2 separate regions of the Sus scrofa genome follow, and region 2 is linked to region 1. A link is a contact called in public Hi-C data. All regions are on one chromosome and are shown on one strand. Each heading gives the region's core, a stretch centred on a gene start, on an enhancer-like site or on the middle of the called end of the contact. The rest is flanking DNA. Distances are from core to core; before and after follow the strand shown.

Region 1 (2,700 bases), core at 18-2,517:
CACCGGTTATCGCTCCCCACCCCCCCAGCTCTGCCCCACGCAGTTGCACCAGACGGGATCCTGCCTCTTTTTGCTCCTCACTCACAAGCACAGAGGAGGACCTAATAGCTGTTTGGTCAGCAACAGGGCAATGAATAATGAAGGACCCATCAGAGGGACGCCGGGGGAAGGGACCTCTGAGGTCCCCCAGTCCACTTTCCTACCAAGGCCTCTAGTGATGCAGCAGCTACTCCCAACCAAGGCAGCTCACCTGCCCACTCCTGTGCAGAGTAAGTGGCTTCCTTGGGTTCATCCCGAGCAGGGCCATGGGCTGAGGCCTTTCCTGGGTCTGGGGTCAGTTCAGCGGTAATTGAGGAGTTTGGGGGCAATGAAACCCCTCCATTTCTCCAGGCCGGAGAGATCACCCCTGCTCAGATTTGCCTCATCCAGTTCCAGCAGGTCAGCCTCACCCTAACCACCACGTTGGCAGCATCAATTAAGCATTAAAAACAAACTAATTAGTACTTCGGGGGAGCTTCATTCAGAAAATGACTGCACCGAGGAGGTGTCTCATTGAGAGCGGACTTAATTAAAAGACACTTGGTAAATTCCTGTAACAGACGAAGACAGCGCTTTCCAGAAAATGCCGTAATGGGAAGGGTTTACTACATGCATCAAATGGCTATTAAATCTTTAATATCATAATTCCTTAAGAATGCCATTGTTGGTGACAAACAGCAGTCTTTGCAACAAAGGAGCCAATTGTTCCTCCCTCTTAGTTTTGCAAACTGCAGGAAGTCATAACTTCTCTGCTGGACTCTGTTCTGCATATTTTTAATGCCCATGAGTAAATGCCAATGCAGGGTGGAATCCCCCATCAAGATAAAAAGGGAAAGAAGCACTGTTCCTGCCTGGTTGACGTGTGGTTTAGGAAGAACGCATCTTTCCCAGGTGAGGCAGCAGGGGTCAGGTGAAAATCCGCTACAGCAGGTGGGCTGTGATCTGGCAGTGGCACAGAGATGCTGGCTGCGTTGCCCAAGTTGTCCAGCAAACTGGAGGTTGGAAGGAAGAACCTGCCCATCTGTGCAGGAAGGCCTAGCCCCCTTCCTGCCCTGGAATGTGGCCTCAGGCAGGTGGCATGGAGCGCACAACCTCCACGCCACCCTCACTCAGAGGGCTTCTTCCAGCCCCACTTTGCCACGCACTGAGCTTCTTCCTACAGGATGGGCACCAGGCCTTCTCCCGGAGCACTGGGCCCTGGCCAGGCTCAGGGGAAGGGCATAGGGAGTGGTGGAGGGCTGGGCAATGGCCAGTAGAGCCATGGGAAATTGACAAAAGGCAGAACCTCCCAGGCTTGTGGGGGGGGGGCGTGATGGTGAGGGGGATGGCGAATAGAGTAGGGGCCGGCTTAGAATAAACTGAAATTCACCTCTCTACTGACTGCCTGGGGGGCGAGGCAAGGACTCTGCTTCTGTTTCCCCACCTGCCAAAGCGGTGGAAAGGTCATGAAAGCCTCGGTTTGGAGTCGTCGGCATGATCTGAGTTTGCCTCCTGCTTGGTTAAGTATTTTGCATTTGGGGTTTGGAGCCTGTTCCTTAACTTGCAACACAGGGCAGCGTGGCCCTGGGCCCACGGGTCAGAGTTCCCGAGTCAGCACATCACCCTGCCGGCGCCGGCGCTCAATATGCTGTGTTGCGTTTCCTACTCTCTGCTGCAGGCGGAGGAAAGGGAGACGGTACAGCTGGCATCACACCCAGCTGGTGCGCACCGGGCACCGGCCGACTGACTCAACAAGGCTCTGACAAAGAATCAAGCCCTCAAAAGGGAGCTGAGAGGGCACGGCAACTTGCGGGGATCTGAGCCCACACCAGAGTGCACATGGCTCTGAAACAGCCCTTGCGGTGGAAGAAGGCTGGTTCTGGGTGGCCCTGACCTGGACAAGCACCCTCGTGCTTCCCTCCCACCCCGCGCAGTGGGCACGGCAAGGGCTGCTCGTAGACTCTGACACCGGGCTCCACTTCAGAGCACAGAGCTCTATGGGACCGTGGGAATCGGGGAGCCCCCGCCGCCCCGCATCAGCTAGATGGGGGAGCCTCAGGCCCAGACAGGGTATTTCAGGTTCCCCTCCAGAGAGCCCTGGTCGAGTCGGAGCCAGGGCCCGGCCTCCTGGCTCCTGTCCCGGACTCCGACACCTCACTGGGGCAGTCCGGGCAGCTGCCAGCCCTTTTGGCACCTTGGACAAAATCGGACGAAGGTGCTCGGTCCTCCCAGCTCGCGGGGGGCGGGGGGGGGAGGCGGTGCCGGCTGGATGGCCGCCTCCCTGGCTCCTCTGAGCGAGCCCTCCTGCAGCGCACAGCCCACGCACTGCACGCGTGGGCAGCCAGAATCCTGCAGGCGTCCTGCGCGGGGGATGGAGAGACGGGCGCGGCTTCCCGGAGCGTCCAGCCGCCACCTCCCCACTTGATTCCTCCGCTGCGGGGGTGGGAGGTCTTTATCCAGCTGGGTCCCACCCCCTTCCCCGCACCGACTCCCCGCCCCCTTGCCCAAAGTCCCTTCTTCCGTGTGCTCAGGAGCGCGCTCATCCCTCATTTGATATAGTTCTCATATTCCAGGTGAAGACTTTTTTTTTTTGAATCCTGTGAGTTTTTCCAGGAGTTTTAAAAAAAGCCCTCTATTTTACTGAAGGATCGTGGATTCACAACGTGGTGTCAAGAAGTTTCT
Region 2 (2,700 bases), core at 38-2,537, 53 kb before region 1:
GACGGTGTCTTTGTACATGCCGCTGGCGCACTCCGGGGCCTTCAGGCCTGGAAAAACCACAGCTGGTCAGACGCGCCAGCCAGGGCGGCCGGGGCTGAAGGTGGTCTGCTCGCTCCAGAAAAGAATCCCAAGTGCCAAGGGGGTCCCCTTCAAGGTCGTGACCTGAGGGGCTGGGGGTACCCTCAATGCCAAGCTTTGGCCAAGTACTGCGATTCGGATCTCCTCGACTCGACCCCCCACCCGGCCCTCCGGCCAAGAAACCTGGGCCAACGCTTTCTCCTCTAGACGGGGGATTAGCCAGTCACCTGGGCAGGAGGGGAGGCGGAGATGGCGGGGGTCTGTTTACTCCTATAAAGGTCAGGGCACCGGAAGTGACTCGAGCCCGGCGGCGCCCGGGAAACCCGCCCCCCACTCCCCCACCCCCTCGGTTTTACCGCCTCCTTGAGCTGCAGTTGCGAGGGGGGCACCCCTCGGCTCCCTCCCGCCCTCTGCAGCCCGGCTCTCCCACCGAGGCCGGGCCCGAGCGTGAGGAGGGGGGCCGGGCCAGGCCGGGCAGAAACTCACCATCTTCCAGAGACTCTGGAAGTTTGTCGGAGAAAAGTCTCTGCGAAGTGTGTTCCCGCCCGAGAGCCTGCGGGGAGATCCAGAGAGGCCTTGAGAGGGCTGGGAGAGCTGGGGGCTCGAGACCCCGGCCAGGAGGGGTGGGATGGGTGGTGATCCCCGAGGGTCGCGGGAGGGAGGGGCAGGGCAGCGCGAGCCGGGCGCCGGGGGCAGCCGGGGGGGCGGCGGAGCGCGGCGGCCGCGGGGGAGCAGCGGGGCGCGGGCTGGCGCTCACCTCGGCCCCGACCTCGGCCTCGCCGCGGGCCCTGGCGCCCGCCCCCGGGACCCCAGCGTCGCCGGCCGCGCCCTCGGACTCATTGACCAGCGACGACTTGAGCTCGGCCAGGTCGCGCTCGGGGCCCACGGCGCTGTCGCGGCTCTTGTCGTCCTGCTCCTCGCCCTCGTCCTGGAAGGCCAGCAGCTCGTCCGGCGCGCCGAGGTCGTCGCCGCCGCTCGCGCCGCCCCCGCCCGAGTCCAGCTGCGGCATGGTGCGCTCCGCCCGCGGGGGCGCGGGGCGCGGGGCGCGGGGGTGCGGAGCCGGCCCCGGAGGCGGCGAGCCCGGAGACCGGACCTCCGAGCCCGGAGCGCGGCGGGCGGAGCGCGGGCTGACTCCGCCTGGGCGGGCTGCGGGCGCGGGGCGCGGGCGCCGGGCTGAGCCTCTCCCGGAGCTGGCGGGTCCGAACATCAAAGGCGCCGCCGGCGGAGTGCCGGGGGCGGGGCGGGGACGCCGGGGGCGGGCCTGGTGGGTGGGCGGAGCCAAAGAGCCCCGCCTCCTCCTCTCCCGGGAGAGGCCCCGACGCGCCCAGTGGGCATAGTCTTAAAGGGCTCGCTCTCCCAGGCGTACGCCAGTGAGGTGTCCCAGTTGCCTGAAAAGCATCATCCTTCTGAAATGCGGGGACTCTAACGAAGATTCTTGACCCTGCTTCTTCAACAAGGGAATCTCTTACCGCGCCCAGGTTTCCCCACCAGCCGCAGAGGGCGTGGGTCCCACAGGCTCCTGGGGTTTGGGGGTGATTTGGAAACGGAGCCAAGCTGTGAGCTGAATCTATGCCCCGGTTCCAATATGTCCGGCTTGGAACTGGGGGCATCCTAGAGCTTGGGGGTTGCTCGAAGCAGTGCTCAAACCCCAGGACTCCTCAAAACCCCATTCTCTGGCGCATCGACCAGTCCTTTGCCAATCCGGGACCTCCTTCCAGGTCTCCCGCACACTGCACGAACGCCAGCATACACCCCTTCACAGATGTATTGAGTGCTTGTTGCATGTGGGGCTCTTAATCTCACACATCTGTGGATGGGTCCCTCAACCATGTGGCGGCCCGAGGCGCGAACACAGCCAAGAGGCATAGCAGCAAGTATCCCGCCCAACCCCATGCAGTTCCTCCAGTCGTACCCCCACCCCCGCCACGACGACTCTCTCAACTGCGTTCCAAGCCTGGAGCCCGAGCTACGTTGGCCGCGGGATTCTAAAGAGGGTCGGTGGTCCCAAGCAATTCAACCGGGAAGTCGCATTCCCGCAGAGCCGATTGACTCCGCGGGGCTCAAGCGGGCCCTCGCAAGATCTAGGCTGCCGCGTCCGTAGCTAGAGGAGAGCAGGAACGTGCACCAACTTCCATATCACCACCAGGCACCTTGGGTCATGTCCACACGGGTCTCCTGAGCACACTTCTGGCATCTAGAAAAAATACTGGCCCTTTTGGATCCCAGGGCAGCAAACCGTAGACCCCAGCAGGTTTCTGTGCTGGATTCAGGGTAGACTTTCCCACGTCTCCCGAGAGCAGTTGGGGCAGAGGGTATTTAGCAGGGGAGAGCGTCTTGGACGCTTGTCCGGTTCAGTCCCACAGGACTCCAGCAGCCGCGCAAAGCCTGGCCGGAAGAGGGCTGCGCCGCCCCTGCGGGTCCAGGCCCAGCCGCGTTGGCTGTGGATCAAAGCGCCAGGGCCGCCCTTCTCTGCATTCAGATCCTATCTCTATTCGCCCCGGGGGGTGCCTCCCCCCCACCTCAGGGCTGGAGTGCCCGCTTATCCTCCCTTCCGGAGGCTGGGGGGCGGTTGGGCACTAGGGCTCAGCGTGGGGATTTAGATGTGGGGAAGACCCTGTCCAT

What was found. Hi-C and Micro-C count contacts between places; a contact is called where the count stands out from the background.
Region 2: a contact with region 1 is called in a Hi-C map of undifferentiated spermatogonia, with 2.0 times the contacts expected there. The contact joins the promoter of TCF7 here to the enhancer-like site in region 1. A contact is called at or near these places in 1 of 5 promoter capture datasets (liver) and 6 of 47 Hi-C or Micro-C datasets (embryonic fibroblasts, epiblast stem cells, liver and 2 more).

What each region holds. Positions count from the first base shown.
Region 1 is chr2:136,368,563-136,371,262 of Sscrofa11.1, reverse strand. The region is part of intron 3 of LOC110259481 (a long non-coding RNA gene); the gene reads left to right. Among named protein-coding and RNA genes, the nearest start is that of VDAC1, 49 kb to the right of the region's middle. Within about 2 kb of position 1,267, at least 9 of the 83 cell types and tissues checked have an H3K27ac peak or open chromatin away from gene starts, as enhancers often do. A contact at or near this core is called in liver and undifferentiated spermatogonia, where this site is marked.
Region 2 is chr2:136,421,327-136,424,026 of Sscrofa11.1, reverse strand. TCF7 (transcription factor 7) reads right to left here and starts at 1,287. Exons shown (of 10, transcript XR_002341911.1): 1 at 836-1,287; 2 at 565-631; 3 at 1-47.